Regions from separate parts of the Mus musculus genome. Here region 2 is linked to region 1. Evidence: chromatin contacts called from public Hi-C data. All regions are on one chromosome and are shown on one strand. Each heading gives the region's core, a stretch centred on a gene start, on an enhancer-like site or on the middle of the called end of the contact. The rest is flanking DNA. Distances are from core to core; before and after follow the strand shown. Region 1 overlaps Plxna2 (plexin A2). Region 2 overlaps Cd34 (CD34 antigen).

What was found. Hi-C and Micro-C count contacts between places; a contact is called where the count stands out from the background.
Region 2: a Hi-C map of cortical neurons shows a contact between it and region 1, with 4 times the contacts expected there. The contact joins two enhancer-like sites. A contact is called at or near these places in 11 of 39 promoter capture datasets (the 3T3-L1 cell line, 3T3-L1-derived adipocytes, the HPC-7 cell line and 6 more), 6 of 484 Hi-C or Micro-C datasets (the AML12 cell line, cortical neurons, embryonic fibroblasts and 2 more), 1 of 115 datasets of contacts at active chromatin or transcription factors (fibro-adipogenic progenitors) and 2 of 9 other capture datasets (adipose tissue and embryonic stem cells).

What each region holds. Positions count from the first base shown.
Region 1 is chr1:194,815,744-194,822,283 of GRCm38.p6, reverse strand. It overlaps Plxna2 (plexin A2), which reads right to left. Exons shown (of 32, transcript NM_008882.2): 32 at 5,415-6,540. Mir3962 (microRNA 3962) reads right to left here and starts at 283; the gene lies at 220-283. Within about 2 kb of position 5,178, at least 110 of the 459 cell types and tissues checked have an H3K27ac peak or open chromatin away from gene starts, as enhancers often do. A contact at or near this core is called in cortical neurons, where this site is marked.
Region 2 is chr1:194,959,707-194,965,771 of GRCm38.p6, reverse strand. It overlaps Cd34 (CD34 antigen), which reads right to left. Exons shown (of 8, transcript NM_133654.3): 8 at 4,480-5,836. The coding sequence ends at 5,651. All of the region lies in intron 2 of Gm16897 (predicted gene, 16897), which reads left to right. Among named protein-coding and RNA genes, the nearest start is that of Gm16897, 14 kb to the left of the region's middle. Within about 2 kb of position 3,416, at least 34 of the 459 cell types and tissues checked have an H3K27ac peak or open chromatin away from gene starts, as enhancers often do. A contact at or near this core is called in cortical neurons, where this site is marked.

The DNA of each region.
Region 1 (6,540 bases), core at 3,929-6,428:
TCTCTGAAAGAACACTAGACTCATATTTTCCCAGGGAAGAATGTAAGGCCAAGTATTTCAGTGGTGATGTAGGGTAATAATTAGAAACTAAAGGTCTGTTTTTCTTAAGTGCTTGTTGATGCCAGGCCTGCCACACGATATTATGTACATTACCTCTAATTTTCACTGTTGCTATTTCAGTTAATACTGAGTGCATTTAATAGCAGAAGATCACCTCAGAGGGAGTAAGAAATGTACAAACTACTACCTAGCTCCTACGTGGCAGAGTACATTTCTCAACCCAACTATTTGTTTCCAAAACTCTTTGGCACATTTAGTCAGAGCTCTGGGAATGTCCCTCCTCCAAGCATTCATCTGAATGTGGACTTATCACTTCTAGTGAAAGCTCAGGTTTCTTGAGCTTCAAGAATTCTAACCCCAGCTCTCCTTGGTGTAGAGTCTGGTGAAGTCAGGTTTAGATGTTTGAGGCTGTTCATCTGAACCATAGCCAAGATTATTTTAATACCCAGACAAGTGGGGTCAACAGTCCTGGCTGGGGTGGAAACTCTGCTTTCTGTCTTAGTGTTGTGGATAGGCCTGGTGCTGTTTGGATTTTGATGCTAATTCCTCTTTCCTGGGAGGGGCTGATAACAAGGACTTCTTGTGAACAAAACCCCTAAAGAATAAAGGAGCCAATCACTGGACAAGGAGGCAGAACTTCCGGGTTGGACCAAGGAAGAGAGGAAGCAGGAGAGAGTTAGATCATTTTGGACTGGGATATTGTGAGGACAAGATATAGTCTCCCAGTTTCAATGTTGAATACGTCAGGATTTGCCACCGTAGGATTTAGATTTAATAACGCTTACAAGATTATGATTTTAGTTGCTGTGCCCAACGATTGAATTACAGTAGTTTCTGAACTAAGTTTGCATTGTGTTTTCCTTCACATGGCACTTCATTCGTGTTCAAGAGAGAAAGGTACGGTGGCAAAGCAGGTTTGCCTGAGGTGCACCACAAAGGCTGTGGGGAATTTGAAGCATGGGGTTGGTGTGGTAGTGACCCACAAGTGGGAACTTAGCAAGTGGGTGGAGAGATTTCAGAGCACTGAATCAGAGTCTCCATGAGATAAAAACATGGTTGGCCATTGCCTGCTAGTGCATTGCCAGCCAGGCCGTGGGGCAGATAGTTGTCAGCACAAACATGGGAATGTGCCTAGTTCTTTTTAATATTTCCCGCAACAGTTAGGGTTTTACTTCTGTGAACAAATACCATGACCAAGGCAATTCTTACAAAGGACAATATTTAATTGGGCTGGTTTATAGGTTCAGAGATTCAGACCATTGTTATCAAGGCAGGAGCATGGCAGAGTCCAGGCAGGCATGGGGATGGAGGAGCAGAAAGTTCTACATCTGGTTCCAAAACAAACAAGAGAAGACTGGTTTTTAGGCAGCTAGGATGAGGGTCTTAAAGCCTGCACCTACAATGACACACTTCTGCCAATAAGGCCACACCTACTCCAACAACACCACACCTCCTAATAGTGCCACTCTCTGAGCCAAGCATATTCAAAACACCACACTTTCATCTCTTCCTTTTCCCTGGCTACTTTACAGTGTCCATCCTGCTGAGTTCCATGGCTGAGTGTGTGCTGAAGAATGCTTGCATATACAGTAAGGATAGAAAACAGAAGTAAAGGCCTGGTCAGGAGAAGGGAGGGGAAAGCATACTGTATAATAAAGAATTCTATGGAGTAGGTTACTTACTGTTCAAGACTGTGACTGAGATCACAAAAAAGCCAGAATTTAAAAAATATTCCACATTTATTGAATACTACTGATTATAATCTAATCTGTCATTTTGGTAAACAAATTGTGCACATAATTTTCTTCTTGTGTAATCACTGCGAACTGGTTACAGTTCCTTTTCTCCACTTGAAGTTGTTGTATATTCATATAACTTTATTAACATAATCCTCCCCATTCAGATTTTAATGGACTATACATGGCATTCAATAAGGGTGACAATCCATAGTTTAGTTGAAAGAAATATTAGGAGCTGTATTGAGTGGGCACGAGCAGACCAAAAGTGAAGAATTTTCTCATGGGGAGGGGAGTATTTTCTTTAAAATTTATTATTATTATTATTATTATTATTATTATTATTATTATTACCTTTTCTGGTTAGCCTCTAGTACAGGCATATAGAGTGCTCCAATATGGCACCCTCTGTGAATCTGGAGTTGAAGAAGACCTTCACAGAGGTTCAAGCCAAAGCTATTGATACTCAACAGAAGGTGAAACTTGCAGACATACAGATTGAACAGCTAAACAGAAAGAAAAAGCATGCACAATTTATGGACATGGAGATTATGACACTGGTAGATGAGACTAACGTATGAAGGTGTAGGAAGAATGTTTATTCTACAGTCCAAGGAAGTAATTAACAACCAACTGTTAGACAAACAGAAAATAGCAGAAAAAAATTAAAGATATGGAGCAGAAAAAGGTCTAACTGGAGTGAAACGTTAAGGAAGCTGAGGGAGAGATGCTGATGGCAAGAAGGGTACAGTGGGAGCTGCTGGGAAAGTTCTTCCCTTCTGACCCCTCCCATTCTGTCCAAGCAGGAGCTGTGCAGGGCACTATCCTCCCTCTGCCCAGCAGCCACATATCTCTATCACACTGAACCCCTTCAGGTCCCAACTGAATGTCTGCCATCCTTGCCCATGATAATCTTCTTTCCTGGGTCAAACCAGGAGCTCTCAACAAAGGGAAGACTGGAGACAGATGGAGAAAACTGGCCAAGTCTGTCACTAGGCATGTGGATTAGACCAGGTTAGACCAATAAAAAGCTATGTCTTACTCTAAAAAAATTATTATTATTTATTTTTGTTTTGTTGGTATGTATGTATATGACATGTGTATATAAACACATGTGTGCCAAGTCACACACGAAGATCAGAAAAAAGAGGCTTGTGTGGCAAGTGGTTTGGTTTGGTTTTTGGTTTTTTTTTTTTTTTGGTTGTTTTGTTTTGTTTTTTAACTTGATGAATTATCTTACAGGTTCCAGTGTTTTAAAAAATAATATTACAGTCTTAAAAAATTACCAAATCTATTAAAAGAATGGAGGCAATTTTAGGCAAGCTTTTCATTACATTTAAAATCCATGATGCATTTTAATAGCTTTGAGATAGCTATTCTCTCTTAGATCTTCTAGAGATCTAGAATTGTTGGTGCACAGATTTACAAACTTGAAAAGTAAGTGAAGTACTCAGAAAATGACAGATATAATTTATGTAGTCATTAAACTGGACACTTGAAGGAACTAGCTCCAGGAAAAGAATTCAGCCTAGAAATTGCCCTTTCCTCCTGGAGAGTTTGATCCTGCAGTTGTTTGTGGTTTTATCTGTCTTCTGAAATACTCACAAAGCTGTAAATATTGTAAGACAATTTGCTTTAAGAGACCTGGGTTTAGGTGATATGGGAAATAGAATAGTACAAATGGCTGTTCTTAGAATCTTTCTTTGAAGAAGACAGAGCCCATGCTAGGGATTGAGGCACACCAGCTCTGACCTGACTTTAGTTTTTGTTTTGGTTTACTTTGTCTTTTTTTCAGGATGCTTTTGACACAGATGAGAAGGAACTGTGTCATCTTGGGGTACTGAGGCTAGAGTTTTGCAGCTGTGAAGTGTTAAATACTAAGTAATATTAAATGTTTTAGGATTGTTATTTCTTGCTGAGCCTTCAATTATCTTCATTGTAAACACCATTTTAATGCTGACTATGAATGATTTAAATTTATGAGTAGGAAGTCTTTTTACAGAACCTGCCTTTATGCCTGACATCCTTGAACGAGAAACTGTCCTGAAATAGGCCCTTTAAGGGCAACTGGACAAACTGACTTCACGGAACTCCACTAGCTTTGGACACATTAAAATCACTCTGAAAAAAACTATAACTACAGCTGAAAATGAGTTCTAGCCATTGAGACCTGGGTTTAGGTGCAAGGTCAGTCCATGAGCAGGCAGTAACAGAAGCCGGTGTTAGCTCACCAGGGCTACTGTATTGTGTGTCACACCTTCATAGACATGGTGGACAGCAGAGGATGACAAAATGGGGATATGCCCTTCAGACAAGCTATGGTATTGAACACAGTGCACACTGTTTCCACTCAGGCCTCGGCACTGTACTGTCCTTTCATTTCAGGGGAGGAGAGGGGGAGTGAGAGATGAATGCACAGGAATACAAATACATAAAAAGCACTACCAGTTGCTGAGTACTGGGTAGAAAATCTCAAGAATTATTTCTTTGAGCCTGTTGAGGTGGTATATACCTAAAATCCCAGTACTCCCTGGCTGTATGTATGTATGCGTGTGTATATATATATATATATATATATATATATATATATATATATATATATGTGTGTGTGTGTGTGTGTGTGTGTGTGTATGTATATATATATATATATATATATATATATATATATATGAATATCTATATACTAAAATGCTCTCGTTTCCAAAATTCTGTTTAATGAGTACTAGGGTTCTTTATGTGTGTTGGATGTTCAAAGTCAGGGATACCCTGCTTCTCAGAAAGTCCTTCTGGTCCTGTTTTCTAATAGAAAAGGATGAGAAACTCCTGAGTACACTTGGCTGGGACAGGTTCTTGAGTCATTCTCATCTAATGTATCTCACCAGTAAGAGAGTGAAAATGTCACACATCACCGAACTGCAGGATAAAAACAGGAAAATAAGGGTAAAGGGAGGGTCATATCACCCTCAGTTTAGAGGGAGTTTGAAGATTTCTTCTCTTCAGGCTCATTACAGAACAGTGGAAGTTCTCCTGCTTCTAAGATCCATTTTTTTTTTCTGTTCACAACTCCCCAATCAGGGGCTGTCTTCATATTCCTCCCCTGGGCTGGATCTAAAAGTACTCACCATCTGGCATCTTTCACTTTATTCACTTTTAATTTCTGAAGCAAATATGAACACCACTATCTATCTCAATGCTTAACGGAAAGTCTCCCTCAGAATCATCCTAAGCAGTAGGAGCAAGGGCCAGGCTTCTCTCATTCACATTTCATCCTAGCACTTAATCCATGAGTGAGTGTTGTTTTTGGAAGGGCTGGTCCTGGGGAGAGAGGTGACACTAGTCTAAGAACTCACTCTGGAAAGGAGCCTATAGCCTCCCCAGAGGCAAGCTGTATTCTGAAGTCCTGGGGCTAGAGGGCAGTGTTCATCCACTGACATGCCTGGAGCAGGCAGTGTATGCACGTGTGTGATGAAGATGGCTAGACATGAATAAGCTCTGGCTCCACAGTTTTCTCAGATTCATTCACAGCAACTCAGTTGCTCTTTCTGACTATCTGCTTCTTGTATAGACCCCAAAATTATTCTATACCCATGTGGCCAAATAACTGTGCTTATATGAAGATTTAAGATTTTTTTTTAATCCAGTAATCTTTATTTATATATAACAACAGTACAAATTGTGTCCTTGGCTTGCAAAATAGGAGTTTCATATTTACAATAGGTACATGATAATATATTAGATAACAAAACCCCGCTTTATTGGAACATTTTAAATACTTCATTTTCTTATTATTTCATAACACCTGTAAAAACAACAAAACCAGACAACCAGCATTGTACTTTCTTAAAAATAGATATAATACAGATTCCAGTGTGTCATGGGGAAAGGTCTGAGTAGGAGAGGATGAGGAGAGGCAGCTTGGCTCAAGGCCTTCATGTGCCTGCATAAAGAGCTTGTCCCTTTCTCTCCCATACATTCAGGAACTTTGGTCCTGTTTGGTGGGGACCACACTTCTTTATGCGTGGATGTCAAAATGGAGACCAAGCGTGTCAAAATGATGACCTTGACTGAGTCTCAAAGAAGCTTCTTACTGCCTTCTCTGTGTTCCTAGGGACAGAGGCAGGGAGGAGGCAGCTCAGTCTGGGGAGATGGTATGGGAGAGGAGAGTGAGTTGTGAGCCTGTGCAAGGCAGGAGACTCTCTATTTTGTTTATTGTGTTGAGGCCTGTCTGACAGGCATTGGCCTTGCTTGTCTCTTGTAACATTCCCTAGACTAGCTAGAAAGTACCAAGAGAATTTTACTTTTTATTATAAGTGTCACTGGGCCTTAGATACTAAATCTTCACTCTAGGGAATGAGTAGAAAAGATAGAAGGAAAAGAGATATGGAGTATGAAACAGATGCCACTATTCTATGAGCACATTCCTAAGACAAGGCATCAGGAGGACCTGACCACCTCTTCCAGCCTTCTTCCCACCATAAGATCTGCCCCATGCCCTAGGTCCCTGAAGCCACTTTGCATTTCCTCACCCTCCTGGCCCTCTGTATCTCAATTCTTCACTGTCTTTGTCGAGGATTCAGGGCTCTTAGCTGTGACACAATGTGGTTGGAAAGGGTCCTTTTTGAGTAACTGCCAGCTTAGTATTGCCAGGCAGCAGGTGAGATTACAGATTTGGCAGTTGTGCAGTGTCTGAGAACTGGATAGCTAGAGGCTTCCAGCAGTCTCTGCTTGTTGTATCAGGACTGCT
Region 2 (6,065 bases), core at 2,167-4,666, 150 kb before region 1:
GGTGGGAGTTGTGGGTTGTTGGTTGGTTGTTGGTTGCTGTTGGTCTTGGATTGTTAAGTAGTCATATACAAAGATGAAACAAGAAGAAATTAGATAGCCTAATTTTGAAGATAAAATTTGTTCCAAGAAGCTCGGCAACTCTAATCAGCGGGATAAAGATAACATCATCCCATTTCTGACCCCCGAGAAATAAAGATGCAGGGTTTTCTTTTTTTTTTTCCCCTCTCCTTTTTACTCTCATATCTAGTGAGGTTTATTCAAGTCTTTTCAAGAAAGAATCATGTAACAAGTGGGAATCCATTTGTTATTCTCTAAGGTTGATCTGAGGATCCAATGAAGTAAGTTGTGTCAAGTACTTAGTACATACTAAGCCCTCAGTAGCTATTAAATATACCCACTTCATGGGAAGATAATTTGATGGATGCTAGTAGAATAAATGAGTAACATAATTTATGAGTAGATTATGAAGCCTTGAAGCTCAAAGGGGTGAAAATAAGAGGAAATGAATAATAAATCAAAATAATAAGGGCCTTTGCTTGAGTGCTTATCAATCAAGGTCTAGGTTCTGAGCTAATTGCTTCTTGTACATTCTTTCATTTAATCCTATGTAACCTGATTTTTATCAGCCTCCTTAAATCATGGCTTGTTTGTTTCAAAAGCCTGAGCCCCTCATACAAAATTATCTGAGAACTGTGTGTTCTCCCAAGACCTCCAAGGGCTCACATATTCATGTACCCTTAGGAATGCCTGGGCCAGCTGAACTCATGCTCCTCAAATTGCTTCTGGAAGATACTGGCTGCCTCCCCCTCCCCCTCCCCCTCCCTCCCCTTCCCCTTCCTCCTCCTCCTCCTCCTCTTCCTCCTCCTCCTCTTCTTCTTTCTTCTTCTTCCCCAGAACACAGGCATTTGGCACAAAGACTTTTACTGACAGTAGGCACAATGCAGCAGAATACTTACAGGTTCACCAATGCAGCCACACTTAAAGTCCTCTATTTATGCTCCCATGTCCTTCCCAGTTGTTCTGCACCAAGTGCCCTGCTGCAACCATGTTTCCATCTCTCTAATATTCTCAGCCATGTCTCTAGTGCCTCCCATATCTTCCTGAAAACAGTAGATTATTATGCAAAGAAATTTAGCTTTTGAACAAAGTCTCCACTCTAGGCTATTTTCAGTCTGAGGTCAGAAAAAAATCTTCACTGCTCATCCTCTTAAAGATTTAATGTGTTTGTGTGCACCTATATGAATTCATATATACCATGTCTTATGCTGATGCCTGCAGAGTCCAGAAAGCAGCAGACAGCAGATCCCCTAGAACTGGAGTTACAAGTCATTGTAAGCCATCTGTTGTGGATATTAGGAGCAGAGCCTCCATTCTCTACAAGAACAATGAGCTTTCTTAGCCACTGAACCATCTCTCCAGTCTCTCTTCTGCTTTCTTTAAACAAATGTTACTAAAGAGGTTTCTTTGACCAATGAGCTAATTACTTCTGAGATTCTGTCCCACCCTATTGAAAACATGGGGCTGTCATTTGTGGCATAACAACTTTTTATATATTATTTTCCCCTTTTTTTCACAAATGGGGAAACAGAGTGAAGAGGATTTGAAATGTAATACAAGGTCACATAGCTAATATCAGATTATCCAACTGTAGCTTGTCTGACTCCAAAGACTCATAGGTTGACCACAAAGCAGCTCAAGCAGGTCCAAGCAGTTCTATTCATGGACTAAGTGTAACTTAGGAAATCCTTCTGTGTGAGCTCAGAGGACAGTGAATTGATTCACCAAGGCCAATGACATTCCAATGAGTTAAAGTTTAGAATAACTGTTGGTCTATAGTTTTGTGTCTGAGACCCTTACAATGCCATAGTCCATCTCTGCTGAATGACTGCCCTGATTACTTCATCTGCTGGTGCTGCTATCCCTGAATTACATTGTGTGGTGTTCATCTTTGGTAAGCCATGCTCAGGGAAGACAAAGCAGACAGTCTTTTGCTTATTGAATACTAACGTCATATGTAAATCAATTTCATCAATTTGTTTGCCAGTGGTGTCTAAAATGGCTAGCCAAATTATGGAAGCTCCTACAAAAAGTTCTACAACGAGCTATGAAAAGAAATGTTCATTGCTGTCCTAGTTTTGTCTCTGTTGATACGATCAAACACTGACCAAACTCAACTTGGAGAGAAAAGAGGTTACCTGACTTATCAAGGCTAATTAGGGCAAGGACTCAAGACAGGAACCTGGAGGCAAAAACTGGAGTAGAGATTGTGGGAGAATGTTCCCCACTCCCCTGTTCTCAGGTTCATATCCTGCTATCTTTCTTATACTTCACAGAACTGCCTACAATGATCAACAATTCAGAAAAACCATATAGACATGCCTACATGCCAATCTTGTAAATAAAATCCCTCAAATAGTGTTCTGTTCCTTGGTAGCCATCATGGTTATCAGGTCAACTCTTAAAATATCACAGTGATTGTCTGCAGGCCTCAGTACTAAGGTTTCCATCTCTACCAAGGGGTCTTGGAACATATTGAAGAGGAAGCTTATCATAGTTCTGAATATTACCTGAAGATGTTTGTGTATTTTTACTAAGCTAAAATATTTTGCTGTCTTTCTCCTCTTCTAGAGCTCTTTGAAAGCCTGCTTTATCCTGCCTTTAGAGCAGCAGCCACACAATGCCCTTGATAAAGACTTGTTGAATGGCTAAATTGCAATAGAAAACCCTTGGGCTATGAGTAGGTTTATAAGGAAATGAGTAACATCCTATTGCAAAAATGTTGTTAGCCTATCCCTGAACTTATGCCTTGGCAAAGGGACATAAGTTTGATTTGTTTAGAAGAGATAAAAAGAGGGTAGTATACTTGTCCAGACTTGAAGGACACTGTCATATATCTGTTTATATGTAAATCTGGCAAGAGTCCATTTGCACAGTCATAATGAATGTAGAGCCTCAGATCTTCCCAGGATTTTTGTTCTAGGCTCAGGACCTGCTAGGCTTTTGAGTCCTGCACAGTATACAGTGGTGAAATGATGCAAAAATGTAGTTCTAAACTCACTCTGAAACATGCCACTGGCATCAAGATACCCAATTAAAAGAACCCAGAAGCCTCTGCAGAAGCACGGGAAGCAAAGATGAGAAGAAGCCTCATGCTCAGGGCATCCTTCCTAAATCTTTGGTGTGGGTTTGCTGTACACAAGGAGTGGAACTAAATGTATCGTTAAAGTCCTTTCCATTGTTACCCTGCTATGCGTGTGAGCATGTGCGTGTGTGTGTTAATAATGTGGTAAACAGGACTAGATTGTTAAGGGTAGGCTGACACAAGAAAGAAACCCAGCAAACACAAGATACCAGTACTGAGGCTGAACAGTGGGAGCCCAGCAGGGCCAGCAGGTGGTGCCATTGCTGCATCATGATTTTTAGGCCGGATGGGAAAGGATGTTTTAAGGAAGCAAATGAGGCCTTTAGAGTAAGCTTCTAAGCTATCATGGACACTACTCATCTATCCCCAGAACATACACGTACCTTTCCCCTAAGCCTTTACCCTCAAAAGCTCAGAGTAAAATGATCCTGAGGCCCAGGTGCTGTTTCTCCTCCCTCTAATGTTTCCAAAGACTCTATTCCCTGAACCTATTACTTCCAGACACCACTAACCAGGGCCAGACCCTTAACTGGTCATTCATTGTAAAACATGTTACCAAATGGAAGCTAACTAGACTTTTATGTTCAGTCACCATCTTGCCTTTCTCTGATCCCCCAAACAGTCACCACATTTTGGGCAAGGTCGAGCCTTGTCCCTTAGTTTCCCTAATCCTAGGGAGAAGTTTCCATTAGCAAAGTTAGACAAAAACTAGAAATAAATAGGTTGAAGATGTGTCTGATTTTGACAAGATAAGACTTAAGGAATACATTTTTGTTTAACCTCTGACTCCCTATGCACTTAGGGGTGTTTCTAGAGGCCTCTGAAAGTCCAGCATCGCCCCTTTCCACTTCTTGTGGCATGAGGGCAGATCACCTAGAATCTGGTGTGAGCAAGTGCTTATATGTGGCTGCTGTAATCTGGGATTGGTAGCCAGATACAGAATAGAGCTCACATAGTCCTGCCTGGTTGTGCTATGAGCTGGGTTAGAGGATGCTCAGATAATATGAATCCTTTACCCCCTCATTTGTATATTTTGCATGCAGCTGCTTATATGCCTATCTTCTCAGAAAGATGTTTCTGAATACCTAACATGCCTCACCCCTTTGAAAGAACATTTCAGCCTGCCCTTCTCCCTACTATGGAAAGCTTTCAACCTCTCTGCCTCTCAACATGGAAAGGAACTTTTCATAAAGTTACAAGTTCTGGGTGCCCTGGCTGGTACCTGTGTCCCTCTCCTATGGCAGTCTTCTCCTTGGTTGACTTCCCCCATACTGCCATACAATCTTCCCAAGCCTGATATGGAAACCAGTCGGTCAGTTAGCACAGTCAGCATTATAGGGCCACATCAAATATTTCATCATCAATTTAATTACATCATTTTCACTCATCACGTTTATTCAGAAGAGAATACACCCAATCCTCTCATCTCTGGAAAGTTTTGTTCCTAGCCATCATTAAAATCAGGACCCCTGTTCTCCCCTTAACCCCAGGAGAGGAAGCTTATAGTCTTTGTAGATATTCTGAACCTCTGATCACAAAGGGTTATAAAATAGTGAAGGGGTTTGGACTAGGAAAGGCACAGACTGAAAGGAATCTGCCAGGGGACTGAGGCCACAGCTCCCCCAGGAGTCAGAGGAAGGGGGAAGTCACGTAATTTAGAGAAGGCCAAGGGCCTCAGAGCAAGAGTATTCCTTTGAAGAGCTCAGGTCAGGAGGTTTAGCTCAGCTGGGCCTGGTAGCTCAAGCTACTTGGAAGCCTAAAGAAGCTGTGTGAAGCTCTGGGTTCAAACCCCAGCAATAAAATAAAACAAAAAACAGAGGCTCAGTTCAAAGTCTAATTCCACTGTCCTGTCTAGGTTGAACCAATGAGATTTCTGTGTGGGCCCAAGGGATCAGATTGAGCTGTTGCTCTAAAACATTGAGCAGACTCCAGACAGAAAGTTGTCCTGGCCTCTGTAGACAGACATTCAGGAACAGGTGAACAAGATAGAAGTTGGTGACTAAATCCACAGTGTCTTGAAGTTATAAGGGATGCATTTTTTAAGGATGTATTTTAAAATAGCACTTTTCTGGCTGTACCCTTGCAAGGGAGCACATGTCAGTGAATACCTTGGTTTCCATAAAGTAGGGGAAGAAGCAGTAAAAATAGCAAAGTTTCCTGGGAAGAAGTGGTAGCTTAGAAAAGCTAGTCTTCCGGAGAGTTCCCGTGAAGAGGCGAGAGAGGAGAAATGGGTCCAGGGCAAGTGCTACATAGCCACCAACTTTTTTGGCAGCTCCTCTAGACCTAGGCTTCTTCCCACCACAACTTGACCCAAAGGTCAGAGATTGGATTCAGGAAGTTGAATGTGCAGAAGGCAGTTTATCTGCCTTCCCCAAGGTGAAGAGTCCCAGGAACAGTTTCAGAAGTGTATGTAATAGGAGAAGGCCGGACATGAGCTGAAGGCAGCATGAAGTCAGAGACAAGAGATGCCACTTTCCTGCATACCACCCAGTTGCCCACCCAACCAAATCACAGTTCTGTGTCAGCCACCACATGTTGTCTTGCTGAATGGCCGTTTCTGGAAGTGGCCTGGCCGGTCCCGTTCTCCTGAGCCCCTCGGGTCACATTGGCCTTTCCCTGAGTCTCAGGGGAGGCCCCAGGTCCTGAGCTATAGCCCTGGCCTCCACCATTCTCCGTGTAATAAGGGTCTTCACCCTGGACAGTATAGAAATAAAGTAGCATTATCTGGTAAGCAGGGTTGTGAGGTACTGTGAGGAGAGCACAAAGGAAGTAGGAGTGGGGGGGGGGCAGAGCAGGTACAGCTACATGTGCAGCCTCTTTTCTTCCCAACAGCCATCAAGGTTCCAGCTCCTAGAGGAGAAAGGACAGAGGAGAGGCACCACACCATGTCAATGTGGCTCAGTAACCAACCCCATAAGAAACC